Regions from separate parts of the Mus musculus genome. Here region 2 is linked to region 1. The links are chromatin contacts, called in public promoter capture Hi-C maps. All regions are on one chromosome and are shown on one strand. Each heading gives the region's core, a stretch centred on a gene start, on an enhancer-like site or on the middle of the called end of the contact. The rest is flanking DNA. Distances are from core to core; before and after follow the strand shown. Region 1 holds the start of Wdr92 (WD repeat domain 92). Region 2 has its middle 24 kb from the start of Spred2.

Region 1 (6,847 bases), core at 1,748-4,247:
TAGGGGCTTAACTAAAGAAGAAAGACACGCCATCAGGTGGCTACTAACTTTTCCTACTAAGCCACACTAAATATACATTTTCTGAAGTATTAGTAATACAGCTCAATTGAAGCTGTCAGACAACAATCACAACACAATGCAATGAGAAACACAAAGGCTGACTGTTCACACATGTTCTCACCATCAGTTATTTCAAAAGACTCTAGGAAGAGGTCATCTAGTCGGATAAGGGCAAGTGCATCCTACAAGACAAAAGGAATGAAGGCCTTTTCAGGTCCACACCCGGCAGAAACAAGGATAGCATTTCAAAACTGAACTTCTCAGATGCTACAAAGAAAAGACGAAAAGTCTGGAAAATGACCCAACCATTGAAATGTCCACACTGAGTATCTGGAAGTCTCATGAGATCACTCACCTCCACCTGAAAGCCAAGAACAAAGGCTTTCACAAAGTCGGCCGCTTTTGTCAGGGCACTGACATCCTTGGTGTCTTTACAAGTCTGGAAAAAGTGGAGATATGGAGGTGATGAAAAGGAGAGCATTCTAACAAATACTAGAAATATTATTTCTATTATAATTTCCTTTACCATCAACCAACCTCACCCAGTATTGTAAGACCCCGTTTATATGGGATAAAGCACTCTCTTTAATTTGTACCAGAGACTACTCCCACTCCAAAGCTGGGCAGTTCTATGCACACTCTCAAGGCAGCCTCTCCTCAACAGGCCGGACATGTTGTGCCATAAAGGATCATTTCGATGCTGTTGTTTCCCAAATCAACAAGTCTAGTTCGGAATACTTACATGCCTGGTACTGAGGAAATCAGAATAGTTTAAGTAGGAATCTTATCTACAAGTAATCACTTGAACTGCAGAAACTACTGTTATTCATAGAATGCCCATCACCGTAATAATAATATGCTGTACACATCTAGCTCTAAGCTTCACTCTGACAACTTGAGTATTATATAGTGTAAACAAATGAGGAAATTAAGGCACTAAAAAAAATCAAACACAAATCTAATTTCTAAAATATCCCTTTGGGTCTCCCACACAGTCCATTTGAAGAGATTACACATTTGACAAATTTAGAAGCATACAGAAGTGTGTTCAGATTTTCACACCCAAAACCAGACCCCAGCAGGGCATGGCAGCACATGCCTTTAGGTCCCATACCCTTCAGATCTCTCCAAGTTCCAGGCTAGCTAGAGCTACAGAGTGAAGCCTAGTCTCAAAGAAAAAAAAAAGAAAGGAAGAAAGAAAGAAAAAAGAAAGAAAGAAAGAAAGAAAGAAAAAGAAAGAAAGAAAACAAAAATAAAACAAGAACAAAGCCACAAAGCCCCAGACTCTGGCTCTCACCCTATGTATGACTCTCGGCAAGTCCCATGAACATCTAGGATTTAAGTTTTCTCACCCCTGCCTAATCCTCCAGCACTCTCATGTCTATGGGTGTATATCATCTATGTCATACCTTAAGGAACAAATGATGTGGTATACGTTAAGCTATCACTGTGCATCTGATATATGGTATCAGCAAATACTAAGAACACAAACCAATGACCCTGCAGTAAACAAGGCAGCTAAAGTAGAACAGAAATGTATAAACTTCTGAAGAGAGCTTGAGTTCTCTTGAAAGCTGACTGGAACTGAAGTAAGAAGACAGCAGAGAAAGTGGCCTTCTCCAGAGACCAGAGCCACCAAAGATACTGGCAGGGGAAAAAAAAACCAAAAACAAAAAAAAACAAAAAAAAGGGAAACAAACACAACTGGGTCTCCTACTTGAAAGGCAGGCTTAGTCAAGTGTCTGGCCTTTATCCCTTAGGAATGCCGAGGAGGCTAGAATACCATAATAAAAGCATTGTGATATGGGAAAATTAATTTGGCACTGACACCGAAGATCTACTGAAAAAAAAATAAAGGAATTAATTTACATTTTTTTCTAAGTGGCACACGTTTCCTCCAAAAAGAGCACTTACACTGAAGAAAGTACCTACAATTACCACTTGTTTAGGCACTACCGTGTATCATTGTCTACTTTTATTAAGGCTGAAACTACGAAATGGTAGGCTACGAAATGGCTACCCTCTTCCTTACCCTGATTTCTACATTCCTTGATTTCAGGTTAAAGCGTATCTGAAGTCCCAAATGTTCTACAATCGGAGTAAATATCTTCATCCAGTTTTCTTTCAACGGTGTGTATCTGTTACCTGGGACGGGAATTTTCCTCGTTTCTTCTTTCCCAGTCTGCAATAAAAACATACACACTCAGGAGGCGACTGAGAGATGCGGGCCTAGGCGAAAAAACAAACAAACAAACAAACCCCCCAAAACAACAAAACAAAACAAAACCGAGAACCGACCCTTTCACCTGGACGCCCGGGCCCCGCCCCGCCCCGTCCCGTCCCGTCCTGATCCCCACCAGGAGCTGATCCCCGGAGAGCGGCGGGAAGACCGGCCTCTTCGCCGGCCGCGCCTCCTCCGTGTCCATGCGTCCGGCTTCTCCATCCTGTCCCGCCGCTGACGACTGCTCAGCCTGTCGTTTCTTCGCCCGGCGGCCCCCTCTGTGCGTGACGGGAGTAAAGCCGTCCTCCGTTCCGGTGCTTTGCGTCTCCATCTCGGCCAAGATCAATCCCGGCAAGTACGACTAGAGGAACACGTGCGTGGTTGTACAGCGCATGCGCCAGCCTCCACCAATCGATTTGAAGACACCACCCCTTTTCCTAGGCGGGGTCCATGCCAGGGGCCTAAGGCTGGATTGGTCCGCGTTTCGGAATTGCTGTCCTGGGATATGCCTGTTTGCTAATGTCTCCGTGCCCTCATACGCTCGCAGCCGAAGCATTCACAGTCTTTACTGTGTCTATGTAAAGTCGTTGTGGTAACGGCAGTAAATTAGCTTGTGCCATGTGTGGAGAAGCATCTGTTGCGGTCTCAGTAGCTCACACGGCATTTTCGGAGGCATCCAAGCCCAACTTGCTAAGGCTTCCGGGTAGAATGCGGCTAGGGAGGGACAAACTGCCCCTGATCTGTTTGCAGTCTGGTTACCAAGTTAGCGTTTGGTTGCATCTACACCATGTCCACCTTCGAGAAGCCTCAGATCATTGTCCACATTCAAAAGGGCCTCAACTACACAGTGTTCGACAGCAAATGGGTGCCCTGCAGTGCCAAATTCGTGACGATGGGCAACTTTGCCCGGGGCACCGGCGTTATCCAGGTGTACGAGATCCAGCGCGGGGACCTCAAGCTGCTGCGGGAGGTGGGTGCAGGCTTGGACCGTTTGGGTTTGCGTGATCTAGGGTCTGATTCCTCAATGCTCCAGCAGAAACAGAAAGGAGGTGACAGATTGAGAAATACTTCAAACTAGGCTCTCACTGCAGCCTCTTCCTCCCACCATCCTCCGTGCAGTCCGTTGCAAGGTTTCTGGGAAGTGAAGTTAACATTTCGTGGCAACGTTCTTGGACCTTATAGGCTGTTAGCAGTTGTCGTAGTCTACTAGTAGATATATGCAATAAACCCACATTTCATACAAGCAAAACCAAAGGAGGCACCGGGATACCTACAACAAAGTTGATGACGAACTAGTAAATACCACATCCTTTCAAGAAGTGTCAGTTCAATGCCTGATAGTCCCAGGCATGGGAATTGCAATGCCAGCTATATCATGGAGTTTATTTTCTGTTGGGGGAGACAGTCCAACAGCCAGACCAAGAATGCATACATACATGTAAACTCATCAAGATGAGTTTTCTAATGTGCAGGTCTATAAAAGTAAAAACAGATGCAGGACGAGTAGAAACTAACTAAAGCAAATTTAGAGTAGAGTATGAAGTTTCTTACAAAAAACAGCATGTGAGAAAGCTCAGTGATAATGGTGGAAGGTAGTTTATTATCTTTTTAAAAAAGAAAAACACGAGCTAGAAGTGGTGTTGCACACCTTTACTCACGGCAATCAAGAGAAAACAGCAGGAGAATTTCAGTTTGAAACCCTATCTGCAACAACCACAACCCCCGTAAAATAAAATAAAATACACATTCATAAGGGATAAGTAATGACCATTGCAAGATATGTAAGACATTCCACAGATTTGTCCTTCATTTTGCTTTAAGGAAAACAGGACACCACTGAAGGACTTTTAGGCGGATAATGCAAGACTAGATTACAGGTTTCGTATCCAGCTGCCAGTGAGCCAATTACAGAATGGGGACAATAATTGACATTTTCTTTATCCCTCCTTCCCTCCCTTCCTTTCTTCCTTTTGTGTGTGTGTGTGTGTGTGTTTTCTATGTTACTCAGCTGGCCTCAAACTGATAATCCTCAAACAAGGCTCTCAATGGGCTGGGGTTCAGGTCTCCTGCCACAGTGCTGAGTTGTGGCAAAGTAACAGTTTTATAGTTCGTTACAGTATTTAAAATGTTTCTATTTGAGTTGAATGGAACAAATTGCAGCCACACGGAGGTGTTGAGAGCTGATAAGAGGTTAGGGAAGGTAGAGGATAGATAAGCTTGCAGGGCAAGGTATGTGGAGCACAGTCCTTCCCTGAACTTTGCTGAGAGCCTGTTTTCCGGTTTAGTTCCTACTCTATAGCCAGGTATTGGACTTGGAGATTCTAAACATAGATTGATCCTTCCTGCCTTGCCTTATGTCCTTCATCTGTTGCTGGTCCAGTGGCCAGTTCAGATTATCTGATTTAGGAAGCCCCTTCTGATCTCTGCTCAAGGAACCTTTCAGTACATTCCACTCCTATAATACTGACCATCTGTGCCAGAAGTAAACAGTCTGTCTCATTTCTAGATAGTAAGCTGGAGAGCAAGGGCAGGGTCTTCTCCTGTTCTTTGTAAGGACCAGCCACTCAGTACACATTTATTAAAAGAATGGAGTCTGAATGAACTTGGAACTCAGTTTTAAATACTGGTGGAGGGATTGCCAGTCAGTGTGTGGGGTAAGGACTCTGAACACGGGAGACATTGGCCTAACAGAAACTTTAAAGTGAAACGTGAGGAGCAAATGCCAGTCAGCCCTCAGCCAGAAAGCTTGAATAGGCTTGTGGTCTTTTGCTTTCCCAAGAATTACAATTTTTTAATTCTGTTTAGTAATAGTTATTTGAAGTGAAATGGTTTTCATCTCTTCTAATTTCTGAAGAATCCTAGCAAAGTTTTATTTATTCATTTATTTATTCTTAGTGAAAGTAATATGTGTTTCTAAAAGAGCATGTAGGAAATGTAACTAGGGCTACAAAAGAAATTGTAATACGTAATCTGAACCACGGGGGCAACAACTTCGAAGGTCTACTTCCTCTCCATCCCACGAGTAATTACTGACGCTACCATCGAGGTACTGTGCTCCAAAATCCAAGTAAAATATTAGAAACAAAGCACCTCTCAGAATTTCATGTGGTATTTGTTTGGGCTTCAATAGAAAAGCATGTGGGTTAAATCGATAATCACTGGTTCTCACTGCATCAAGGTTTGTTCTTGTGTTTGGTTGCTAATGATGGTTATATACAAGATTTAAAATACCCATGCATTGTTCTGTAGAAATGTGGTCTTCTGCTAATTGATTTTAGTGGGTACCAGAGTTAAGAACTGTTGGGCCAGGTGGAATACTTATAGTTATAATGGATTACATCAAGACTTGCTCCAGCCAGGCGTGGTAGCGCTCACCTTTAATCCCAGCACTTGGGAGGCAGAGGCAGGTGGATTTCTGAGTTCGAGGCCAGCCTGGTGTACAGAGTGAGTTCCAGGACAGCCAGGGCTATACAGAGAAACCCTGTCTTGAAAACAAAACACATGTTGGCAGACGCCTTTAATCCCAGTACTCGGGAGGCAGAGGCAGGTGGATTTCTGAGTTCGAGGCCAGCCTGGTGTACAGAGTGAGTCCAGGACAGCCAGGGCTACACAGAGAAACCCTGTCTCAAAGGCTTGCTCCAAACCCTATGCACCCAAGAAAATATATACAAGGAGCAGATCAGCTACTGCCCATGTTGTGCTTTATCTTATTGCTAAAGAAGTGGATGGAAACAAAGGGAAGAAGGTTGGGCACTTTGGCATACACCTTTAATACCAGCACTCGGGCAGCAGAGGCTGGAAGATCTCTGTGAGTTTGATACCAGCCTGGTTCACATAGCTCCAAAGTAGCCAGAGCTACATTGTGAAATCTTATCTCAAAAACCAACCAACCAACCAACCAAACAAACAAACAAACATAAACAAATAATTAAAAATGGAGGGTAGGGCGCTAGAGAGATGACTTGGAGGTTAAGCACACCAGCTTCTCTTCCAGATGACCCAGGTTTGATGCCCAGCACCCAGATAGCAGCTCCCAGCTGTCAGTAACTGCAGTTCTAGGGGCTTTAATGCTCTCTTGTGGCTTTCTTTGGCAGCAGCCATGCACCTAATGTACAGGCATATTTGTAGGCAAGATACCCATACACATAAAAATTAAAAAAGAAGGAAGGAAGGAAAGATGAATGGAAGGCAGCACTTCCTTCCCTAGTTGGACAGTTTGTTGGGCCACATGACCAGTGTCTAGCCAAGTGAAGTGCCATCTCATCATCCTTACCTGAAACTTCAACTTAGAAGACAACTTTTCTTTTTCCTAATGAACTTAAAGGTGCCATATGGACAAAGACAGCCCTGAAAAATGAAATCATGGTTGAAAATTGGTGGTAAGCTGGTTTGGTGATTTAGCTACGGTGCTACTAAAGTCATTGCTTGCTAGCATTTGCCTAACTATACTTTTTCATGTTAATTAAGTAGTGCCAGGTTGTGGAGGAGGAAATACTGACAAGCTGCAGTCGACCTGCCCACAGACAGAACAAAAATAGCTCTCATGGCAATTATTGATCATGGGCT
Region 2 (6,847 bases), core at 2,489-4,988, 2.7 Mb after region 1:
CCTCAGGGAGGGGACATTCAAGTCAGTTCCTAATCAGGGGCCTCTGTACCCTGTGGCTGAAGTGCACGATGTCCTTGGCATAGGGGCTTACCTTCTATCTTGAGGGAGGGGGAACAACCAAGAGCAATAGCAGTAGTCTATAATGTTTTGGGGTCTCTTGAACAACTTGTATTCAGATTTATAAAAGTAAAAATTAGAAGACTTAATTTAAGAAAGATAAAGTATTTTTCCTAAGAATGAAAAACATGAATAATTTGGCTAAGTCTTAATTCTTATTGTTGTTGGACGTTGTTGTAGTTTTGAGATAGGATGTCATTTAGCCCATGCTGACCTCACACTCATGATACATCTGAATGGTCTTGAATGCCCCGTTCTTATGCCCAGTTCCTAAGTGTCAGGCTGTGGGCCTGTTTCACCATTCTTAGTTTACAAATTGCTGGGAATTCAACCCAAGGCTTTGTGTACATCAGGCAAGCATTCTCCCGACTCAGCTATGCCCCTAGCCCAACTTCATACCTCTTTACACGCCTCTATTTTGGTTGTGCATAGTCATCTGTGGGTTTGTTTTGTTGATATTCCTGAGACAGTGTCCCTTGTAACTCAGGCTGGCTTCCATGTGCTCTGTAGACCAGGTTGGCCTTCCCGGTCATCCTGCTGTAACCTGCCCTGCAGGATCTCAATCTGGGAGAAGAAAAAGATGAATCCTAGTAAACGTGGTTGGGGGAGGGGGGTCTACACAGCTCTGATAACTTGTCAGACCGTCTTGCAGGGGATATTGCACCTGAGACAGTGAAGGGTCAATTGTGGGCATAGCTATACCTTATCAGAGCCGCTTAGGTCTGCAGACCTCTTGCACTCTATTTAAACTGAAATCACATGTCTGGATCCCAAAGATAGACTTTGGCAGGGAATAGGACCTGCCCTCCTGTTCCTATTTCCAATGTGATGGCACCCTTTCTCTGCTTCTTCTTATTATTTATCTCAGCCTGTTGAGGCCCAGTGGTCAAACCTATCGTGCTAGGACTTTAAGGGTTCAGGCTCTGATCCTAACCACTGGGTGACACTGCCTCCTACTCCCAAGTACTGGAGTACCAATACCATCATGGCTGCCTTAGGTATTCCTTTCATATTCATCTGTAAAATGGGCATTTTTTAAAAGATTTTTTATTTATTATTATATGTAAGTACACTGTAGTTGTCTTTAGACACACCAGAAGAGAGTGTCATATCTCACTATGGATGATTGTGAGCCACCATGTGGTTGCTGGGATTTGAACTCAGGACCTTCAGAAGAGCAGTCAGTGCTCTTACCCACTGAGCCATCTCTCCAGCCCAAAATGGGCATTTTTATTTATGAGAGAGTTTATGTCTATGAAAAGCAAATAAAGTAATATAAGATAGCACAAGTCAGGCTCTAATTCATGCCCAGTGAATGATAAGTCCATGCAGGAAATGCTTCTTCCTCAATGTCAGACTTCCCAAGTCTGGATGACCTGCTGTCAGGTGTGCAGGAAGTCACCCAAGGGTCTCATTTACATAGCACTGTTGTGATGGTTTGTATATGCTCTGCCCAGGGAGTGGCACTATTAGAAGGTGTGGCCCTGTTGAAGTAGGTATGTCACTGTGGGTATGGGCTTTGAGACCCTCATCCTAGCTGCCTGAAAACCAGTATTCTGCTAGCAGACTTCAGATAAAGATATAGAACTCTCAGCTCCTCCTGCACCATACCTGCCTGCATGCTGCCATGCTCTCGCCTTGATGATAATGGACTGAACCTCTGAACCTGTAAGCCAGCCCCAATTAAATGTTGTCCTTATAATAGTTGCCTTGATCATGGTGTCTGTTCTCAGCAGTAAAACCCTAACTAAGACAACTGTGAATGACTCAAATAGATTTTCCTATCAGCTGCTCAATGTAGATAGCATAGGTGGCTATGTGTGAGCAAACACAGAGTGAAAAAGAGAGCAGAGAGAGAGGTAGAGACACAGAGAGATCCTCGGGGCTGTGTCTAAATACCAGGAACTTACATGTTGTGAGTCTCGTTCTGAGCCTCAGAGCAAGGGTGCCTGAGTTCAGACCCTGCTTTCACCCCTACTTAACACAGAGAGAAAGTAATTTAACCTCTTTGTTTGTTTCCTTTGGTTTGATGTTCTGAAGCAGGGTCTTACTATGTAGTACTGGCTGCTTGAGACTATGTAGACCAGGATGGCTCTGAAATACCAGCAGTCATCCTGCCTCTGCTTAAACTCAACAAAGCAATCATGCAATCATTCAGGTTCTCTCTCTCTCTCTCTCTCTCTCTCTCTCTCTCTCGTGTGTTTCTCTCTGTTTCTGTTTCTGTCTGTGCATGTCTCTCTCCTTGTGCTATGACTTGAACTCAAAGTCTCCTGTGAGATAGGCACATGCTCTACCACTGAACTATATCCTAAGCCAGTAATTAACCTTTCAGTGCCTAGTTTCTCCCGTCCCTAACGGTTTTGCTATTAATAGTCTTATGTCTCATGGTGAGTGAATTACTGTGATACATGTGATGCACTTAGAACAGGGCCTGGCACATAGTAAGTGCTCAATAAACATTAGTTATGATCACGGATGATGGCATTTTGAGCATAAGGTAGAATTCTTGGGTGGCTTGCTTCCTTCCCCAAGCCTGAGCCAAATGCCCCCTCACCAGATGGCTGCCTGCTTATGGGGAGGGAAAACCATCTGCTTTGCTTCGAGTGTCAGGAGCACAACTCTACACTGAATGAGAAGACTTCAGTGTAGAGAAACTCAGGGAAAGTAGATGTGAGAAGTGCATTTTCACGAGCAGTGTTGCACCAGAGGAAAAGGAAGGGGAGTCTAGGACCTTCTTAAGCCGAGAGTCCTCAAGACTGGCAGCAAGCCATGCTCCAAAGCTCTCCCATCCCCGGGCCCACCCTGTATAGAGGGATATTCCAGGCAGCTTTACCTGTGTGTGTGTGTGTGTGTGTGTGTGTGTGTGTGTGTGTGTGTGTGTGTCTGTCTGTCTGTCTGTCTGTCTTAATCTGCCATCAACTCTCATCACCAATCCATAGACAATCTGCCCAGTGGCTGAGGAGGACCAAGTGGGGTGACAAGGGGGTAAAGGGAAACTTGTTCTGAGGTTTGTGGAGTTTGTTTGTTTGCTTTGTTTGAGATGTGGTTTCACTCAACAGCCCAGGCTGGTCTAGAACTGCTCCCAACCAAACCTAACCTCTCTTGTGTTTTTAACTGCAGTTTATGTCGTTACTCAATAACATGGGCAGCCGCTATTCATTTTATTCACTTTATACATGGACCAATAAACGTCCTCAACTCACTTACTAAATCTCCTTTCTTCATTCATTATTCCATCCTCGCCTACGTGTTTACCTGATTCACGTCACATTGCTATCTGATATCCTTCAGTGTGTGTGTGTGTGTGTGTGTGTGTGTGTGTGTGTGTGTAGCTATGTGGGGAGAGAAAAATAGGAAGTTTGTTGTGTGAGTCTGTGTCTTGCAGGGGGTTGGGGCAGTGGAGAAGGAGAGAAAGAGCAAATAAGGGAGGGAGGGAAGGAGAGGAGAGGTATTAGGAGCCAGAGAAGGATGGTGGGTACCCTCCCTTTCAGGCTTACCTTCTAGAGACAAGTTTGTCACTGAACCTGGATAGGTTGCTGGCCTGCCGCAATGCTCCTCCTGTCTCTCTCCCCCATGGAACTGGATGACAGTCACTTATAGCCATGCCCTGCTTTTCCCACGGGTGTTAGGATCCAAACTCTGCACAGCAGGCGCTCTTTCCCACTGAGCTCTCTCTCCAGCCCATCTGCCTTAGTTTTTGAGGCAGAGTCTCTTGCTGAATCTGGGGCTCACTGATTTGGGTGGGCTGGCTGGCCAGTAAGCGTCAGGGATCTGCCTGCCTCTGATCCAATAGTGCTAGGATGGCAACACATGCTGCCTGGCCCAGCTTTTATTGTGGGCATTAGAGATTTGAACTCAGGTCTTCATGCGTGCAGAGCAAGCTCTTTACCCAGAGTCATTGCCAAAACCTCCACATCCCCTTTCTCAGTTAGCTTTATTGCTCAGAAACCACTATTCTATAGGAGTCCTTTCTCCTCTTTTAGTTTCCCACGGACAGCCCCGTATGCGGAATTTAGAGGGAAATACATAGGCAAGTACGGAATTGCTTTTTAGGATGAAACAAATTTGATGGCCAGCAGTGAACGGTGTGTGATAAAGGAAAAAGTTGAAGATAGAAAAAAGAAATGAAGTGGGGTGGGGGTGGGAAAGTGGCACATGCCACTTGAGAAAGCAAGACAGGAGGACTGTGTTCAAGGCCAGTCTGGGGCTACATAGTGAGTTTGAGGACAGCCTTAAATACAAGAGGAGAGAGGAGACCCTGACACAGAGGGAGTGGTTAGAGGGGGATGGCTTGAAACATTGAAAACCTGGAATGGGATTTTCCTGGCGATAGCAGGATTAGCGTTAAGCAGGAAATGAAGGAACATGAAGCTGATGGAGTGTGGACTAGAGAGTAAGTACGGATGCAAAGGCGGCTGCAGGATCTCCTGTGAGATGGCTGCACTGCAGACATTGGTGCCACAACGTAGGTGCTTGCGCTGGAATGCCTAGAGAACACAAGAACCATAGGGGTTGTTGCAGTCTCAGGTGTTCCTCTCTTACTCTGATTTGTTATGTTTAACTTAAGGAACAACACACCACTTCCTGCTCCCACTATGGTAGAAACTAACAGAAGCTTTTGCCCAAGAAGTCAGTCAAGTCCCTTCCAGAAACATTAGGAGGCAAGAAGCAACCATTAAGAACATAAGGAAAGACCTAGGGATTAGCTAGGTCAGCAGTGTGCTTTCCTAACATGATAGAGAGCTGTGCATTCAAGCATCCGTATCCTGTAAGACTGAGCTGGTGGTACAGACTATAATCCCAGCCTCCTCCCCCAGAATGGGGGGAGGGAAGGCAGTCGAAACCGAAGGCTGAGGGCACTCTCAGCCACATAGCCAGTTTGAGTCAAGGGGCTGGAGAGATGGCTCAGAGGTTAAGAGCACTGACTGCTCTTCGAGAGGTCCTGAGTTCAATCCCCAGCAACCATCAGTAACAAGATCTGACTCCCTCTTCTGGAGTGTCTGAAGACAGCTACAGTGTACTTACATATAATAAATAAATAATTCTTAAAAAAAGAAAGAAAGAAAGAAAAGACCATGAAGAGCTATATCTTGGGGTTGGAGAGATGGCTTAGCAGTTAAGAGCATTTGTTGCTCTTGCAGAGGCCCCAGGGTTGATTCTCAGCACCTCTTTAACTCCAGTCCTAGGGGTTCCAGTGCCTTCTTCTGGACTCCTCTGGCTCTGCACACACATAGTATGCAGACATACAGGCAAGTAGAAGATAAAATTAAAATAAAGGTTAAAACTATTTGGAAAGAAATATGTCACCTCTTTCCTTTTTTTGTTTCTTTATTTTAAATATTTATTTAAAATTTGGAGACAAAAAAAAAAAGAAAAAAAAAAAAAGATAGGGTCTTCCTATGTAGCCCTGGCTTGCCTGGAATTTGTTATGTTAACCAAGCTGACCTCAAACTTGCAACAATCTTCCTAACTCTGCCCCCCATGTATTAGTATTCCAGCATATACCAATAACCCCAGCTAAAATGGAGCCTTACTATATAGTTCTAAGTAGCTTGGTACTTGATATATAGCCCAAGGTTGTCTCAAACTTGTGTAATCCTCCTGTCTCAGCCTCCAGAGTGCTTTGATTACAAGTATAGGCTACCATATGGAGCTTCCTTCTTATTCCTGGTAACTTGTGTTGCTTATAAGAAATCATGCTTATCTTTGGAATAGAGTATGAAGTGTATGTAAGTCTGCATGTTCCAAAATTCCTGGATGGATGCTGTTGGGAAGTTGGTTACCCATGATCTAACTGTTGGGAAAAGTCAGCTCAGCTTAGAAAGGCCATAATTCCTACAATCCCATCTCTTCATCTTGAGTTCAAAAATAAGCTACAAAGAATGGAACATATGCCCTGTGGAATATGCCTCTGAGCATGTCTGTTAGGGATTATCTTGATTACAGTAACTGTGGTGAGAAAATTGCCCACTGTGGGTGGCACCATTCTTTAGGAAGTAGATCCTGAATTACATAAGGGTGAAGAAAGCAAGCTGAGCATTAGCATGCATACATTCATTGTTTCCTTCCTCTGATTGCAGACCTAGTGTGACCAGTTGCTTCAGGACCCTATGCTGTGATGCCCTGATAATGACAGACTGTAATTTGGAACTGCGAGCTAAATAAATGCTTTCTCCTGTAAGCTGATTGATGACCTTCAATTTCTGATCCTCCTGCCTCAATCTCCCAAATGTTGGGATTCTAGGCTTGTGCTGTAACACTTGGCAAAGTTTACCTTTCTAACTGAAAACAGCAAGTGTTCCAAGGGCAGGGGGATGATGATTGAAAGCCAACAGGAGGGCCAGGCAGAGTGGTGCACACCTTTAATGCCAGCAGTCAGGAAGCAGAGGCAGGGGGATCTCTGTGAGTTTGAGGCCCTCCTGGTCTACAGAGTGAGTTCCAGGACAAGTCAGAGTTACATAGTGAGACTTTGTCTCAAACAAAATTTTAAAAAATAAAAAATAAAAAGCTGGCAGGAGGGGGATCTTTCAGTTTTCAACGATTGTACAATGTGCATGGAACATCTCGTTTTAAAATAAAATATAATTTAAAAAATTGACCTAAAATGCAAATGTGGTCATTCTCTCTCATGCTCAAAAACACTTCAGTGGTCCATCTGCCACCAAGTTAAACTCCAAACGAGTGCATGTAATGAAAGGCTCCACACATCTTCAGCCTCGCGGACTGATGC

The links. Promoter capture Hi-C pulls out the DNA fragments that hold promoters and counts their contacts.
Region 2: a promoter capture Hi-C map of hippocampal neurons shows a contact between it and region 1, with 10 times the contacts expected there. The contact joins the enhancer-like site here to the promoter of Wdr92 in region 1. A contact is called at or near these places in 4 of 39 promoter capture datasets (cranial neural crest, embryonic stem cells, hippocampal neurons and 1 more) and 6 of 115 datasets of contacts at active chromatin or transcription factors (the NIH/3T3 cell line, acute myeloid leukemia, embryonic stem cells and 2 more).

Annotation. Positions count from the first base shown.
Region 1 is chr11:17,208,896-17,215,742 of GRCm38.p6, forward strand. It overlaps Wdr92 (WD repeat domain 92), which reads left to right and starts at 2,998. Exons shown (of 8, transcript NM_178909.4): 1 at 2,998-3,251. The coding sequence starts at 3,069. It overlaps Pno1 (partner of NOB1 homolog), which reads right to left and starts at 2,694. Exons shown (of 7, transcript NM_025443.2): 1 at 2,418-2,694; 2 at 2,093-2,242; 3 at 416-499; 4 at 182-242; 5 at 1-11. The coding sequence starts at 2,612.
Region 2 is chr11:19,897,168-19,904,014 of GRCm38.p6, forward strand. No RefSeq gene overlaps it. Among named protein-coding and RNA genes, the nearest start is that of Spred2, 24 kb to the right of the region's middle. Within about 2 kb of position 3,739, at least 8 of the 459 cell types and tissues checked have an H3K27ac peak or open chromatin away from gene starts, as enhancers often do. A contact at or near this core is called in hippocampal neurons, where this site is marked.